Regions from separate parts of the Sus scrofa genome. Here region 2 is linked to region 1. A link is a contact called in public HiChIP or PLAC-seq data. All regions are on one chromosome and are shown on one strand. Each heading gives the region's core, a stretch centred on a gene start, on an enhancer-like site or on the middle of the called end of the contact. The rest is flanking DNA. Distances are from core to core; before and after follow the strand shown. Region 1 holds the start of SLC31A2 (solute carrier family 31 member 2). Region 2 holds the start of FKBP15 (FK506-binding protein 15).

What was found. HiChIP or PLAC-seq counts read pairs in DNA pulled down with a chosen protein or histone mark.
Region 2: a contact with region 1 is called in an H3K27ac HiChIP or PLAC-seq map of alveolar macrophages. The contact joins the promoter of FKBP15 here to the promoter of SLC31A2 in region 1. A contact is called at or near these places in 1 of 5 promoter capture datasets (fetal skeletal muscle), 3 of 47 Hi-C or Micro-C datasets (liver and skeletal muscle) and 2 of 2 datasets of contacts at active chromatin or transcription factors (alveolar macrophages and skeletal muscle).

Annotation. Positions count from the first base shown.
Region 1 is chr1:253,791,888-253,797,781 of Sscrofa11.1, forward strand. It overlaps SLC31A2 (solute carrier family 31 member 2), which reads left to right and starts at 3,118. Exons shown (of 4, transcript NM_001244427.1): 1 at 3,118-3,234. The coding sequence starts at 3,229.
Region 2 is chr1:253,866,037-253,871,930 of Sscrofa11.1, forward strand. FKBP15 (FK506-binding protein 15) reads right to left here and starts at 2,149. Exons shown (of 30, transcript XM_021067627.1): 1 at 1,945-2,149. The coding sequence starts at 1,997. SLC31A1 (high-affinity copper uptake protein) reads left to right here and starts at 2,353. Exons shown (of 5, transcript NM_214100.3): 1 at 2,353-2,440.

The sequences.
Region 1 (5,894 bases), core at 1,868-4,367:
GTACGACGGCATCACCTGTTCCACCCTTCACCGGGGCCCAGAGAGGGAGAGTGGTTTCCATGGGATCACACAGCCTTATTTGCCCATCATGACCAGATATTCTGTGGAAATAACATTTTGCGCATGTGAGGTTTTCATGAGACGTCAAGTTCCTCTAGTGAGTCTCAAAAGGAGAAATGACTGGTTGAATTCCCCCACCTCCCACCCCCGGGCACCAGCGCATGATCTGAGCACCCCATTTAAAGAGCCCCTGGCTGACCTCTGTGACACTCAAGGCAGCACAATCTTTTCTGCCTGTGGATTCTGTCCTGCCTGGGGCTCTAGGTGTGTCCTGGAAAGACAAAGGCACACTCTCTGTTGTCCCTTGGGAGGAGGGGAGGCTAGAGGCTGTCAAAGCAGAGAATCTGGAAAAAGACCCTTGCCATGTGTAGACCTAGGCTTGGCCAGCTGAGGTTTTATCTTACCCGTTGAGATTCTGTAGCCAGCACCCAGTTCTCTACCTGGGGGCCAGAGAAGGGGAGTCTCTGGTGGCTTGGAAAGAAAAGGGGCACTTTAGACCTGTAGGACTGTGGAGTTCCCACTGTGGCTCAGTGGTAACGAACCTGACTAGTATCCATGACTCCGGTTCGATCCCCGGCAGGATCCCGCGTTACCATGAGCTGTGGTGTAGCTCAAAAACTCGGCTCGGATCTGGCATTGCTGTGGCTGTGGTGTAGGCCGGCAGCTGGAGCTCTGATTCAGCCCCTAGACTGGAAACCTCCATATGCCACAGATTGAAGCCCCAAAAAGAAAAGGAAAAAAAAAAGAACTGTAGGGCTGTTATTACCATAACACACACACACACACACACACACACACACACACACACACGAGGAAGTGAGAAAGTGAGAAGTGTGAAGGTCATCAGATTGCATCAAAGCCAACAACAACAGTCAAATGAATAAAGCTGTGTTGACAATCCTTCCTTGGGGGTAGGGGGATGGGGAATGCCCGGGAGTCTGCTTGTTTGAAGGTCAAATCTTCTTACTCCGACATCCCAGGTGAGACTCAGGTGAAAAATTACACCCAATTTGCCAAGCTCTTGGGGCCCAGATTCTGCAAGAATACCTCTTCTCCCCATTGCTTCCTCCACGGGGCCTAGCGCATCCCTGAGAGCTGCCAGGCCCTCCCAGACCTCCTCATAGTGAGGGCCACAGTGGGGCATTTGCCCTGAGGCAGCCCCAATCCCTGACTTTCTTCAACTCCTACTGTCTTTCAGATTGAAGCTCTTAGAAACTATGCGATCCAGAGCAAAGGGTTTGGCCTTTGCAATGGCTTCCTCTCGCAGCGTTATCAAACACAAAATGTGTGTCTGATGCACAGTGAGGTCAAACAAATCAAAGTGTCGGAGTTTGGCGCAGAGAAGGGTTTATTGCAGAGCTGAAGAAGAACTGGCCTGGGGTGGGGCTCAAAAAACCCAAACTCCCTGATAGGTTTCAGGGAAGCATTTTTAAAGGTCAGGTGAGAGAGGGGAGCTTCAGGGTATGTGATCAGCTCCTGTTCAGTGCTCAGATTTGTTGACGGTAACAGGGTGGCGTCAACATTATTAATCCTCAGGCTACAGTAGGTCTGCGGGCTGCATGTTCATGGTCATCTAGGAGCTTAGCTAACTTTTATTGGGTGCAGTTTTAGCATCTATAAAACAATTCGGGAAATTTGGATTAGATACTGTTATCCACATATTTCAGGGAGGAACTAAAGATTCTGTGACTGCCACATGGCTGACTGTTTAAATTCTTAGTTTCTCCTGGCCCAACAGCTTTTTTTTTTTTTTTTTTTTTTTACTGTTAGGGCTGCACCCGCAGCACATGGAGGTTCCCAGCCTAGGGATCTAATCAGAGCTACAGCTGCTGGCTTATGCCACAGCCACAGCTGTGTCTGTGACCTACACCACAACTTATGGCAACGCCAGATCCTTAACCCACTGATGGAGGTCAGGGATCAAAACTGCAACCTCATGGTTCCTAGTTGGATTCTTTCCCCTGCCCCACATAGGGAACTCCCCAACAGCTATTTTTATCACTACATGTTTACACCCCTTCAATCACTATTTCTCCAGTCAGGTTTTGTGACTCCGGGGAAGCCTGGGAGACTATAGCTTTTCTACAAAGAGGCAGGGAGAGGACATGGGAGGAGGCATCTGTCCTGGGAAGGCCCCATAGGGTCCTGCTTGGTTACAATAGAATGGAAATATTTGCAGCTTATGATAACAAGAGCTACCATTTTTTTTTGAGCACGCTCCCACTGTCAGGCTCTATGCTGAGAATTTAACACACAAATCTTCATTAAGCCTTACAATACCTCTATGACATAGAGTCTATTATTCTTTCCATTTTATTGACCAGGAAACCAAGGCTCAGAAATGTCAAGTCCTTTGCCAGAGGTCCCATGGCCAGTACTTGCTGGCTAAGGATTTGAACTGAGATCACACGCCAGATTCTAGGTCCACTAGTACTGACTCTGTTCAGGTTTGTCTAAGGAGCCTCTTGCCACATGGAAGGACTGGCAAAGAATTACTGAATTATATTTTAAATCCCCTCCTAAGTTCACCCCCCTTAAACCAGATGGACAAAATGGACAGACAATATAGAAACATAGAAATACCAATAATAAAAAAGTTTACAGCCCTAGTAATCAAAGGAATACAAATTAAGATTACAGTTGTATATTGCTTTTCACCTAGATTGGAAAAGACCAAAAAAGGGGGGGGGGAGCTACAATTAAAATCTTGGGGCATACTTTCTGTAATTTGCTTCTAATTTGTTGCTATCCAGTCCGCAGGATGGTATTTCAATATTTAGCTCAACATGTGTTAGGCTTCGCACGGTTTACGACAACAAGCAATAAATCTTTTTATGATAATTGCTAAGACAAGTCAAGTGCAAAACAGGAAAGGACCAAATAGAAAGCAGGAGGGAAACCGCTACGCTGGTGGCTTTGGCCCGTCGGCCCACTCGGCTGGGGCTCTGGGGCCGGGCAGGAGGTCCAACGAGTGGTGGGTGAGCCTGAGGCAGGGGGGAGTGGGGCGCACCCTGAGGACCACAACTCCCAGGAGCCCGTGCGCGCCTCGACCCGTCACGTGACCACACGGCTTGGGTAGTGTTCGCCTCGGCGAAGGGCCGGACTCGGAGCTCGAGACCCCAGCGAGCGGACGCTGTCCCGGTGCCTCGCAGAACCAGCGCGCTCACCATGGCGGTGAGTCCCGCGCTGACGAGAGGAGTGGACGCCGGGGCGGGGTTCTGGGAGCAGCCGCCCCTGGGCACCTCGAGGTGCCCGCCGCCCCTGGCCGAGGGCCGTCAGGGGGTGTGTTGCAGCCTTGTCAACTGCGGGAACAGGGCTGGGGGGGACGCTGGAGGCAGAGCTGGCCCGACTTTGGAGGTTTCTTATTTGTCCCTCCTGCTGGGAGTCAGTCCAGCCTACGAGCAGTCCTTGCTCGGCTGAGGGTGGGGAGGCGGTGGGTGAGGACTCGGGGACAAGTCCCGGAGTCCCCCGCCCTGGGCGCAGTGACTTGGGGGAGATTCCAGGAATTCTCCCACGATGAGGGAATCACCGGAGCATTTCAGCCTGTGTCCAAGGCGGGCGCATACTCCCGGGCGGGTTCCCGGACTTGGCAAGTTCGTGGTCTGATTCTTTTGGGGCAGGTGGGGAATCCCAGAGTCAGCTACTTTCCATCCTCCCAACGCTTGGGTTAGAGTGTTTCAGATAAGCGTTTTCTTGATAGAGTTCGCCTGGGCTGGAATGACAGTTTGCAAAACTCTGGTCTTTGAATAAAAAAGTCATATACGCGATTTTTTTCATCCCATAAAAAAATGTCATAAAATTGAAGAACCAGGAAGCCAACGTAGATCGTTTAGTCAAACGTCCACACCAACCGCCTGCCGTTTCTCTAAAAGGGGAAATGCATGGAAAGAGCTTATATGAAAAGTTCCCCAACGAGCCAACAGCCTGACAGGGACCTTAATCTTCGTCTAAGCTCTTTAGCTTATAAATGAGGGTGCTTTTCTTAAAGGGTAAGCAATCCCAAATGAGAAAGAAGAAAGCAAGTCCCTTGATTGCCCTCTTCTTCACCACAGCCCCTCCCTAGCTGGGTGGGGCCCTGAATGAGGCACAGATTAAACTCCGCTGCTGGAGGTTCAGATTTATCCTAAGCAGCGACACAGGGTGCAAGGCCTGCTCCTTGCATATCTGACTGCCGGGATCTTTAGCTGAAAACTGAAGCTCCAAGTCTGGGTGTACTGATTTGAATCTTTTTCTCCTGTGAAAAGGCAAGAGAGGTGAGTCTTTGTCCCTCTCAGGTTTCTTACTCCCCAGGGGGCTGGACGCTCTGTGTGGACACGTCCAGCTTGGAAATACTGGACTGTCCGTTTTTCTCTGGCTGCTTCTCCTCCTTCAGCAGATGTCCTAGCCACCTGCCTCCCCAGTTGGGGTTAGGTGTCTCCCAGAGGTGTTTGTCCCCAGTACCACCACTGGGCTCCCTTGTGCATCTGTCTTATTGGATACATACACCCTGTTGAAATAACTGTTCATTTCCTTCTCCCCTAACAGACGTTAGCACCTTGGGGGCCAAGGACTTATCTCATTTATCTCCAGCACCTGTACCTCTAGCACAACAGTGTTTGTTGATTGAACAAATTGTACTGCTTTGTTGGGTGTTCAGGTCCACTGGGTTTGGGGCCCCTGAGGTGGCTGGCCCAGGCCCCAGAATGTTAGAAGGAACACATTTATGGAACCTCCTGATTAATTAGCCACAGGGGACATTCTAATCATGTCAACTGCTTTATCAAGTGAACTCAAAGAAGTAAAGGCACCACACCTCCCGCTATTCCACCTGCAGAGATGGTGCCGCAGCCTTCTGAAATCGAATGAGCACAATTCTATTATAAATGGAGTTTCACAGGATGATTTGTACCTGTTCGTTTCTGCATATCAATCTTCTGTGAACATTCTGCCACCTCAACAGATATTCTTTTTGAAATCTTGGAGTTCCCGTCGTGGCTCAGAGGTTAATGGATCTGACTAGCATCCATGAGGATGCAGGTTCGATCCCTGGCCTTGCTTAGTGGGTTAAGGTTCTGGTGTTGCTGTGAGCTGTGGTGTAGGTTGCAGATGTGGCTCGGATCCTGCATTGCTGTGGCTCTGGTGTAGGCTGGTGGCCACAGCTCTGATTAAACCCCTAGCCTGGGAACCTCCATATGCCGTGAGAGTGGCCCTAACAAAGGCAAAAAAAAAAAAAGTCTGAGCACTGTTATCTCTGGTTGTAGGATGCAAGGTGATTTTTACTCTTTTGGGGTACTATTTCAGCTTTTTACATTGAGCAAGTAGCACTTTCATATTAGGGAGATAAAAAGCTATTTTTATTTTGGAGTTCTTCCTTGTGATTTTTCATAGACTGCATAGGTTTCCTTTTTCTTCTTATAAGGTCTTGGACAAATCCCTTCTCTTGGGACTGCTTTTCCCTATCTGCAAATGATAAGGGGTTAGAAAGGGACTGGAGTTTTTCACATGGAATTTTATTTTTTTGTCTTTTCTAGGCCCGCACCTGAGGCATATGGAGGTTCCCAGGCTAGGGGTCTAATCAGAGCTGTAGCCACCAGCCTACGCCAGAGCCACAGTAATGCGGGATCCGAGCTGCGTCTGTGACCTACACCACAGCTCACAGCGACGCTGGATCATTAACCCACTGAGCTGAGCATGGCTAGGGATAGGAACCCCGCAACCTTATGGTTCCTAGTCGTTAACCACTGCGCCTTGACGGGAACTCCTTTCACATGGAATTTTAGCAGAGCTCAGACCTCTCTCCCCCCTTCACCCAGAGCCCTGAGGGGTTTTTTGCCTGTACCCACGGCATGTGGAAG
Region 2 (5,894 bases), core at 899-3,398, 73 kb after region 1:
ACCTGATTTGGTTTTTCTGGTTATTACTGGGATCAAAAATAAGTTACCTTAATAACTTTGTTTACTAAGCCTTTTATCATTCAAGTAGCTGTTGTCTGTGTTTAGAGGCACAGACTTATGCCTAGAACTAGTGTCTTAGCTCCTTGAGCAGCCTGCACAGGAAAGCAGCATAGCTGAGCCACCAAGAACTTATCTCAGGCCGGGAAGCTGGAGAAGAGCACATGATTGTCATTATCTAGGCAGGAATTTTCAGTCAGCAATGTACTGCTTGTTGCATGCAAGATGGGAGATCTAACATTCATTTACAGACTGCCCTCAAATGCTTGCACCTAGTGGAGAATGCATTGAAAGTGCATCTTGTAAATATTCAAAAGGCAGGCCATTTACAAGACAGGTTTGGATGAAAAAGCACTAATTCCAAAGGCTGACTACACAGTCAACAGCAAATGGCTGGACTACATGGCAATTTTAGTCAATGTTTTTGGGTGGAGTAGGGAAAAAAAGGAACCAAAGCATTGCTTAACTCCAAAATAAACAAGCAACTGAAAGAACTCAAAATGGAACTGTAGTGGCTGTAGGCTACCCTAAGTGAGGGTAGGGGTGGAACGGGAAGGTGAGAATGAAAAGAGGACTTAGGATGGCTAATGTAGAGGGGTCATAGTATAAGTCTAAATATCCTTATTAAGACCAAAAGAGACCATTAATCATTTCATGATTAATCTTTTTTTTTTTTTTTTTTTTTTTTTTTGTCTTTTTCCCACACCCTGCAGCATATGGAAGTTCCCAGGCTAGGGGTCAGTTGAAGCTGCAACTGCCGGCCTACACCAGTCACAGCAACCTGGGACCTGAGCCACATCCACAGCTCACAGCAATGCCAGATCCTTAACCCACTGAGCGGGAAAGAGATGGAACCCGGGTTCTCATGGATGCTAGTCGGGTTCCTTACTGCTGAGCCACAATGGGAACTCCCAACCATATATTGAACATACCCCCAGGACCAGAAGGAAGCTGAGAGCAGGCAGAGCAGCTTAATCATCTTGTAACCTAACCCCTAAGCGTTTAGTAGAACAAGAAGTATATACTGGTGCATTCATCACTCTCCAATACCTTCTTAAATTGGCTAGATATATTCAAAGACAGGCTCTGCAAGGATCAGAACTTGACAGCTCACAAGTCTGAAAGTAGTCAAGCTGTCTACTGACATGAAAGAAAGGAGAAAATGCTTAAGTAATTACTGGAAGAGACAAAGTCCTGCCACTTGAAGACCTGTACCCCAGCCTGGTATATATAATGGCTGGGGACAGAGAACAGCAATTGCAGTTTATTACATTGGTTTTAAGGTTTAGAATGCAATTTCACACCTCTTATACACTCAATAAGCACCCCCTGTGAAAGGGGCTGTGCTGAGCACTGGACAGAGATGGACAACGTGAGCAGGCCTTGTCCTATCAGGGCTCATACTCTAGTCGGTTCGGTGTGCAAAGATGAAGGCAGACACACGTGGGACCGTGGGGAAGGGAAAGCAACAAAAAGCTGACATCCAAGCTAGGTCTTGAAGAATGCTGAAGCTGACCCGCCAGCTCCAATTTTGAAGTGCCACCGCCTTATCTACGGAAAAAAAGTCTCATATCGGCCTCAGGTGAGGCATAAAAACTCTGAGACGGGTATTTTCATTAACAATCACCCCCACTTCACGGGAGAAACTGTGACCCCGAAAGGAAAAAGCGAACCCGACGGTCGCCTTCAGGGAGATGCCAGGTCCAGAATCCCGGTGGACAGACTCAGCAGTTTCGCGCTCCGTCGGGACTGAGACCTGTGGAGCACCGAAATGCGGCAAGCGTCTGGACCCGGAAGTTGGGAAGAGATCTGATAAGAGAGAGACCCCTCCAACCGTGCGCCAGGCTCTCTCAGCCACGCCCTCTGTCCCACGCTTTTGTCACTCACCCGCCGCTAGGCGAGAGGAAGTCGGTGTCGTCTTCGTCGCTCGCACCGAACATCTCGCTGGCTTTCGCCCCGCTGTAGGGAGGAGGTCGGCGAATTTCCAGGGCCTTTCACCGCCGACGTCGTAAATTGCCGCAGGGGCGTGCTGCTTTCCGGCAGGACGAACTCTCGGTTACTCTTGCCAGCAAGATTAGGTTATTGAGGAGGTGGAGCAAAGGCAAAGGAGGGGACCAGGCGTGGGAGGCACGCCGCGTGACGTAAAGCTTCTCGCTCACTCAGAGGCGGCTTGATCCGCGGACGCTCCGAAATCCCGTGCGGCAATTGGCCGGCGAGACAAGAGGCGGGGTAGGGGCGGGATAAGGGCGGGAATCGGCACTTAAGTGGAGGTCTTGTACACGTCGAGCCGTCAGAAGTGCAGGGGTCTTCTGAAGAGTCTTGACAGAGAAGCGGATCGAGGCTCTGAGAGGGAAGCGTCGGTGGCGGCACTCGATCTGGGGAGGTAAGGCCTTTTTCGCCCTTCTTGCAACATTTGGCAGCACGAGCACACAGTCCTTCCCCCTCTAGGGCAAGGACCTTCGCGCCACTCTGCTCAGCTCCGCGAAAGGGCCTGGGGACTGGATCTGAAAACCAGAGCTTTCGGCCAGGCCCGTAAGAGTGACTTAGCTGGAGTGACCTTGGGGCAGGGTGTTCTGTGACTCAGTTTCCCCGTCTGTAAAATGGGGGACCTGATTGCCCCTACCGCTTAGTACCCTGTGGCTGACCTCGCTGTTTATTCAACGGATTGTTTATCCAGTGCTTCCGTGTGTTGGCTGGATTGGTCATCAAATTCAATCGCAGTCTCATAATCCCAGAATTTATAGGTAAGGTAAGGGAGGAACTAAGCCCTTGGCTGACTAGTGGACTATTCCGAGGTCACACAGAGTAAAGGGCAGGCTGGGGCTAGATGCTTGGTGTCTAGACCTTATCAGGGCTGAAGCACTGGGTTCGCGTTCGGAGTGTTTATTGCTACACTGTGGCATGCTTTTGGAGAGAAGTCCTCTCCCTAGAGTAGACCTAGCAGGAGAGCTAGAACACAATGGAGATGGGTGATGGAAAGGAGGAAACTTCAAAATCTGAAGATCCTCAGCCACAACCTTGGTCTGGGTTTTGCTTAGTTTCTTGCCACAGACTTAACATCAGTTCCCTGCCTCCAGTTTCCACCCTCTCTGTATATCATAACCATTTCTTATATATGTTAACCTAGTGTAACTCCTGGAACAATCTCCAGGTAGGCCTGGCTTAGCTAAGGTGTGGATAAGCAGATAATAACCCTTTGTAGGACCCATTGATCTCCTCAGGGCTTCTCTCAATGAGAGTAGTATAAGTGTGCCTTACCTGAATGTTTTAGTAATCTGTTGCATGAAATAGAGGTGAAGTGACTTCCCCTCCCAGAGACTTCATAACCTCTTGGCACTTTCCTGGTTCTACTTTTGTTGTAGTTTTGTGTGCTTCTACTAAATTGTAAGCTCAAGGATGGTTACTTTATTCATCTTGGTGACTCCTGTGTCACAGAGCACTGCCTTATTGCCCATAATGGGTTCTCAGTAATTCTTTTTTGCTCTTTTCTAGGGTATATGGAGATTCCCAGGCTAGGGGTCTAATCAGAGCTGTAGCTGCTGGCCTATGCCAGAGCCACAGCAACACTGGATCCGAACCATGTCTGCGACCTCCACCACAGCTCAGAGCAACACCGGATCCTTAACCCACTGAGTGAGGCCAGGGATCAAACCCTCAACCTCATGGTTCCTAGTGGGATTCGTTAACCACTGAGCCACGATGGGAACTCCAAGGGTTCTCATTCTTTGTTAGCATCCATGAGGACATGGGTTTGGTCCCTGGCCTTGCTCAGTGGGTTAAGGATCTGGCATTGCTGTGAGCTGTGGTGTAGGTATCAGCTCAGATCCCAGGTTGCTGTGGCTCTGGTGTAGGCTACACCGATTGCACCCCTAGCCAGGGAACCTCCATATGCGGTGGGTGCAGCCCTAAAAGACACACACACACACAGAAAAATGCTGTACTAGATGTGAACTGTCTGGGTTGCTTAGTCTCTTATTAACTGAAGGCTTTACTATTGAAAGGTGTAGGGGGGAATAGTGTAGCTAGAAATAGTATACGTAGGTTTTACTTTTGTTCAAGTATCCTTCTGTTAACCTGAGGACTAGGGTTGTTCTCTACTTCCTGTGTTTATTTTACAAGATGGTTAAAGCAGTGAGGTCTGACAGTGCTAAAGCAATGATGCAATTGGAGTCTAAGCACTGGAACTGGAACCCTTTGTAGTAGCTCTGTTCAGAATGTGAGCTTGGCTACCTCAGAAAAAAAAATGAGCTACGTTGCTGCAGCAGCAACATAGTTCATTCTTAGCCCTCTCCACAGTACTGGTCATTGTCACTCCAGCACTGAAACATCTGAATTGTACTTTTAACAACGCTAATGCCAGTAATCATTGAGGGCTTATTTTCTGTCCTTGAGGGGTGTTTTTAATCCAGAGAGTTAGATAGGCAGGACTCCTAAAATCTGGATCAACCTTTTTGGTGTTGGAAACACTGCCTGCCCAGATCCCCTTTTGGGAACACAGTTAATGGTTCTAATTGGCAGTATGAGGAAGGGGAAGGTAGTGATGAGGCAGATTGAGGGCAATTTAAGTCCCATAAGTAGAAATTAATGATTTGGAAGATTTAGATAATGGACTTGGGATTCCAAGTGGAAATGATTGGATTCTAAAGGAAGTTGATCCACTGTACCGTTTGGAGGAGAGTGGGTTAGATACTTTGGACTTTGAATTAAGGGATTCCAGGTGGAAGTGATTGGATTCCAAAGGAAGTTGATCCACCCTAGTTTGGAGGAGAGTGTGATTTAGATAATGGACTTTGAACTAGGATTCCAAGGAGAAGTGATTGCATTCCAAAGGAAGTTGATCCAGCCCACAAAAAAAAAAAACCGTCTTTGACCTTTTTTGGCTGCACCCATGGCATATGGAAGTTCCCAGGCCAGGGTTCCAGTTGAGCTGAAGCTGCAACCTGCGCCACAGGAGGAACATTCTCTTAACATGAACCTTTTCTTGGAGCTTCAGTTTAAGTGATCTTCTAACTGTAGTGTGAGGGCATCTGTGCGACTTATCTACCTAAGCTTTCAACTACATTTTCATAGACAAGTTCATGAGAGTGCGTGTAGCTCAGTGGTTAAATTCTTAAGCTCTGGAGCAAAGTTGTCCTGCCGTTTGAGTTGCACAGGCCTTCGGTATGTTCAGTCTCTTTTGTAAAGTAGGGACAATATAATAGTATCTACTTCCTGGGATTCTTGTGAAGGTTATATGAATGAGTTAATTCACTACTTAGAACAGTGCCTGGCAGGTACTCAGTTAATATTAACTGCTTTCCTCTTATTGTATTTCATTGTATTATGTTACTTTATTGAGTTATATATTTACTATAATAAACGCGATTGGCGTAAATTGGTTTGTAAATAAACACCCCATAACCTTGATAAGCACAAATTCACTGAGAGGGAGAGCAGAATTTTGCTCCCATGAGCAACACTGGAGACCATCCTAGCTAATATCACTTGAATTGCTTTAGAGTTCTGTGCAATAGTTTGCAAGGACTAGGGCCATGTTTGCCAAATACTTTGAAGGCCACCCTGACAAGTTTGTACTTAACCCAGTAGGAAATGGAATTTTCTTAATTCTAAATGCCATGATTGACACAAAAGCAAATGGTTTAGGATGTGGAGTTGGTGTGAGAATCGAGTGAGATAAGTGTGGTAAACATTACTTAGGGCACTAGTATTCATCTATTAAAAATCTCATTCCAGTTTTTCTTTGGATTATAAAATTTTTGAAATGAGAAATTAATATTCCAGACCGTGTGAATCAAATTCAATGACTTCTCAAAAGGTAGCATTTATACCATATGTGC